Regions from separate parts of the Sus scrofa genome. Here region 1 is linked to region 2. The links are chromatin contacts, called in public Hi-C maps. All regions are on one chromosome and are shown on one strand. The core of a region is the stretch at or near the end of the contact, and the rest is flanking DNA. Distances in the headings are between cores, read along the strand shown.

Region 1 (2,700 bases), core at 153-2,652, 33 kb before region 2:
TGACTGTGGAAAGGGAAGAGAGCCGGCAGGGTGAGGCCTGGACCTGTGTGAGAGCCTTTTGAATCTCAGGATGCGTTTTTGCCTTTGAACGTAGGGAGATTTTAGGGACCGAGCCGTGTGATAGGAAAGGCTTATGAGAGCTGCCCCCACCCCCTTTTTGGGAGCTTGACTTTACCTCCCACTCATACTGTTAGTTGTTAAAACCTCTCTATCAGTTTATCAGAATAAGCGTTAAACCTCAGAGAAGATGACAGAATCAATCAGGTACATATTTTCAAGGTACAAATGGAAAATAAACAATCTAGGTCAGGTCAGGGAGCTCCTAGACCTGGTGAGGGTGTGTAGATACATGGTTCTTAAAGTATGTTTTTAGGAACTCCTAGGTGCCAGGTCCTATGTGGACTCTCAAGTAATGATGTTTTTGTGCAATTAGAGTTTGGTGCCGGAATAAGTCCTCTCATTCCGTACCATTCACGAGAGTCCATGGTCGAGTCTGATTTTAACATAGCCTTCAGAAAATGCCCCCCGGGGCATTTTCAGGGGAAGAGTTTCCATGTGTTGACGTCTATCCTTCTTGTCCTTATTTTTCTTTTTCTTGTTTGAGATTTCTTGCCTCCGGTTTACGTTAATTCTATACATGATGTGTTGGTTGTCTTGTATCATTGCAATACCAATTAAAGGCACGGGATGCAGTGGGGATTCATAGAATGCTAAGAGAAGACCTAGTAGCAGTGTAGACATACATTTCGTGTTCAAAAGAAGTTGAAGGTCCACTCTGGGGGACTCTGACTGCCTGGAGACCCAGGAGGCCTGGATTCTAGCCATGGCTTTGCACCTGTTTGTCTCTGGGACCTTGAACAAGTCATCATTTTTTTTTTTTTTTTTTCCTGGATCTTATGTCCTTCATCAGTCCAATCAATGCACTGGAGAAGATGACCTAGAAAATCACTGTTTCTCTTAACAGTGTTATTTTAGGACTCTGGGTAACGTTTAAAATAATGAAAGCTTGGAGAGAGCAGATAGAATGTCATTCAAGAGGCAGGCAAAATGGGGATGCTTTTCTCCAGATCCCCAAATTGTGTTCATCAGCTCTGTCATTGGGAGGACTTTGGAAACGTGTGTGAGTGTTACCTTTCATGGAGAAAGCCTTAGGAATTGTTACAGGCCTTTGCTTACAGTTGGAGAAACATATTGTCTCTGGGGCAACGCTGGACCAGGAGTCAGACCTTCCTCTTGGTCGTCCTCCATGAAACAGCTTCCTTTTTCCATAAGCCTTTGCTACCGTGGCAGCGGAAAGCAGCTCCCGTAGTGGGTCTGCTCTGCAGGAAGGAGACAGGCTGGGGATCCGGTAGGTGAAGCAGCCAGGAGCCCCAGCTGCATCCTCAGGGCCGAACGTGTGGCCTGAGCTGGTCATTTCATCTGAGCTGCCCCTTCTCAGGGTGCTGCTCTGGCCACCAGCAGGCCCCTCCAGCAGCAGGAGTGCATTTCTGCTCAAAGCCACCCCAGTGAGAGACGGGCCTGGCCCCTGGCTACTGGGCATGCAGGGAATGGCATCTGGCCCTCCTGTAGCTTGGGGGTTGGGTGGGGTGGGGTGGGTGACAGGCGAGATCCCACCTGCTCTGGTGTCTCCCCCACCCCGAGGCCAGGAAGCTGCAAGTGTGTGCTGGGGTGTGGCAAGCGCCTTTCAAAGGCTGCACTTAGAGCTGTGGAGGCGTGTCGATTGCACCCAGCGATTATCTGATAATCATACATACGCTCGATGTTATTGCTACCTTTTGAGAAAGGGTCTGACACAGTTGCCCTTTTCTTTGAGAAGTGGGGACCTAAGGTCAGTTTGGGGAAAGACAAGAAAAACTGCCACTGATGAGAAGGCAGAGCTGATCTGCTTATACTGATGCAGGCATCTCTCTCTCTTCAGGTCTTTTTACCTTTTGAGTTTTTGTCTTTTCTGTTAGTTATTGGGTGCTGGCTTATTAATGGGCCAAGCATCTCATTCTTTTACCCCAGTCCTGAAAGCTAAGTATTATTCCCATCTCTCAGATGAAGAAACAGAGAGATTAAGTGACGTGGCTAAGGTCACACAGCCGGCGAGTGGCATTCAGATTCAAGCCCAGGTGTAGCTAACGCCCAAGCTCGTGTCTGCTTCATCCTTCTCAGAAATATCTGAATGTTGGTTGGACCTGGGGAAAGACTCAGGTTTGTGCATATTGTTTGTCAGCTCATTGTTGACTTGGTTGTAATCTGGTAGCGTTTTGCAGTTTGACATGAGACTTGCCCACATTTCAAGGTAATCCTTTGAGTGACAGACATGTTACAAGTGGGGCAACGGATGCCCAGCTGTGATGCTAAGTATCTTTCCCAAGGTTTTACTTGGTAAGTAAGTGTCAGAGTCAGAACAGGAAGCTGGAATTCTCGAAACCGCTGGACATGTCCATTCAGCCACATACATGCCAAGTATTTCCTTGATTTGATGAGTACCTGGTGCATTGCTATTATTATCAGCACTAGTACTATTATTACAACGACTGTGACTACTGTCCATTAGCCAGAGATAGAAATGTTAACAAAGCATCCTTCTTTGCTAGAGGTAGATGTCCCTGCATGTTTTCTATGCAGTTAGTGGGCCCCCTGTATACAGTTGGCTAATTATTGAGCTATGAGTAGGTTGCAGAGATCACTAATGATACGGGATCTGAAAAA
Region 2 (2,700 bases), core at 61-2,560:
GGCCACCACAGTGGGCCTGGCCAGCCTCCTGGTGATTTCTGCTCACCAGTGACCCTGTCCCCTCTTCCGGGGCCCAGAGGCCTCCTGGGCCGTACAAGTTGTCCTCTCCTTTGAGGGTTCAGTCTCCCACTCCCCCGCACCCCCAGCAGGCCTGGAGATGACCAGCAGGCCTGCAGAGGGAAAGTCCCCAGCAAAATCGGAACCTCTAATCTTCCCTTCTCGGCCCCCCGGGTGTTTGTGTTTCAGACAGAAGGGGCTGGGTGGGACCAGCTTGGCCTTCCCCTTTCTGATTCTTATTTTTGGATACAGATCTATTTAAATACCTACACATGCATGTGTACCTTTTTTCTCAGGCGAGTCACAGCGACAGAACGACTTTCTTTCTCAGGGGGCTCTCTGCGCGCATGTGCTGAGGCTGAGTGTGTGTTGGGGCCCAGCCGTGTTGTCCTTCGGGGTAGATCCGCTGTCCCATTGTGGCTCGTTGCGTCTGGCTTCGCCTTTTGTGTAATCGTCCCTTCTCCCTCTTCTTCTCTTGGTTTTTGGTTTTGAACCCCACCGTCCCCGTGATCCCCCGTGATCCCCTGTGACTGCCCCCCCACCCCGCTCCAGTGGATGATGAGCCAGACAGTGACCTGTATCCAGGGATACAGATGATGACCCATAACCTGTAGCCAGGGAGAGGAAGGATTTCTCTCTGGCCTCATTCTCCCTACTTCACACCACATCGACTTGAGTGACAGCCTGTTTTGTTTGCGGCTGCTTTTTGCACGTTAGACGTGCCGCGAGCGGGACACATTCTGGGAGCGGATTGGATCTGGCGGCAGGATGGGTCCAGACTGAAAGCATCACTGTTCACCGATTATCCACAATAATCCTAGTGTTCATATACCGCATGAGGGTATACAAAGTGCTTCTATGTTCCACTCCTTTGGATTTGGAGAACTGTCTTCTTTGTGCTGGTCTGTTCGGTGGGGGGCCGGGGGGGGGGGGGAGTGGGTGGGTGGTGCATTTACTCTATTATTGTTGGGAGCTTCCTGCGGTCTGTTTGGTGGAGTCAGATAGCTTTGGAAGGACCTCGCCGAGAAGGTTCTCAGAAAAGCTGGCGATGGATGTCTTGGGGGACCTGAGCTTCCCTGCGTGAGCACAGTAGCATAACCGAGTGTTTAATCCAGTTGGAGTCAACCCATCTGGGGAGAAAATACCCGTAAATGAAGGTTCCAGCTCCAGGATTGTGAAAGAGAGCTAAAATGAAAGCAGCCTCCTGCTCTAAACCGCAACTCTCAACAGAGTAACATTTGGCTCATGTTTGAGAGGCTGCCAGAGAGTGGTTGTGGCCTCGTTTCGTGCCCTTGCTCTTTGGGACTCCTTAGACTCGCAACTGTCTTGCGTGTGGAAATTCCAGTCTCCGTGCCCTCCCCATATAAAAATGACTGAGAGAATCATCTCAGAGACACTTGAGTGTAAATACATCCTAAACGTCGGTGGTGGGCTTTTCTTTAGGAGAATATGCGGTATCTTTCTTAGGTTTTTCAGTATGTGTCTGTCACAGAGACGTGGAAGGACCATTACAGATGGGGAGCTGGGCTGAGCAAACGCCTCATTATGAGAGGCCACAAAATTTCCTGCTCTGTTGAAAAGAGGCTGTTGCACTCTTGGTTGTTTGCTTGAGTCTGTTAATGCGAATTTCTGGAAGGGACCATCCCTTCATTTGTCATGATAATAAAAGTTGCAAATGTGACAGTGGACTGGGTAGGCAGGACCGAAAACTGAACGAAGCTGTTCGGTTTGCCTTGTGGGGCTTACCCTTCTTTGAATGAATGATTAGAAAATGAGATGAGGCCGATAAATACCTGTGTCTGTTCCAAGCAGGATTGGATAAGAGGTTCGGGAAATCTACAGTAGTAGATGATGCAAAAATGACCTATCTAACTGAACATCTTTTATCTGGGACTTAAAAAAGAAACATTTGGGAAGCAACATTTCTTCCTTCCAGTTTCAGTTTGGACACCAGAATTAAATATTTGAATTTCATTGTAAATCCCCTCTGCTATCAAGGGGAGAATATAGCCGAAGCACACCAGTCATGCTTTGTGTATACCAACCTGATTGTGGGATTTCAACTTCGTACGTAATAGACTGGCCAGGCCTGACTCACAGGTATTTCTGCATACACACATTTGTCACATCCTTTGGCCTCTTGACGTTGCTGAACTGAAGTGGCCATTTCATCTCCTATGATTTAATTTAGGTTGCCTGGAAAGTATCTGGAAATAAAAACATAAAAAATATTCCTGTGAGCCTTTTCAGCAGTTGGATGCATTTATTTTCGCCCCCCACCCCCTTTTTAGCCTCTTTTTTTCATGGCATTTTTGCCAATGGAAATTTCTCTAGGAGCTATGATGCAATCATAGCAGCTGTTTATAACCTGTTTTGGGAAATTAATGAACTTGCATGATCTTGTGGTCAGTTAAGAATGCCTTAAGCAACTCATAGAGTAAAGGGTTTCTGACATTGCGAGGGACCTTAACTCTTTAATCAACATCTTTGTTTTCTATTGCCCACATTTCCCCAATAAAGTACCAATTTCAAGTACAAAACTGTACTTGGAGGGAACAAAGAATATGGATTTCTATTTAGAAGAGTGATAGTGTTTTCTTTTTTAATCTCTTGGAAAAAGCATCTCATAACTTCTTTCTCTAC

What was found. A called contact is a pair of places that touch in the nucleus more often than the background predicts.
Region 1: a contact with region 2 is called in a Hi-C map of blood, with 2.1 times the contacts expected there. The contact joins two enhancer-like sites. A contact is called at or near these places in 7 of 47 Hi-C or Micro-C datasets (adipocytes, alveolar macrophages, blood and 1 more) and 1 of 2 datasets of contacts at active chromatin or transcription factors (skeletal muscle).

What each region holds. Positions count from the first base shown.
Region 1 is chr9:55,434,608-55,437,307 of Sscrofa11.1, reverse strand. All of the region lies in intron 3 of ETS1 (ETS proto-oncogene 1, transcription factor), which reads left to right. Among named protein-coding and RNA genes, the nearest start is that of ETS1, 76 kb to the left of the region's middle. Within about 2 kb of position 1,402, at least 8 of the 83 cell types and tissues checked have an H3K27ac peak or open chromatin away from gene starts, as enhancers often do.
Region 2 is chr9:55,401,476-55,404,175 of Sscrofa11.1, reverse strand. All of the region lies in intron 7 of ETS1 (ETS proto-oncogene 1, transcription factor), which reads left to right. Among named protein-coding and RNA genes, the nearest start is that of ETS1, 110 kb to the left of the region's middle. Within about 2 kb of position 1,310, at least 19 of the 83 cell types and tissues checked have an H3K27ac peak or open chromatin away from gene starts, as enhancers often do.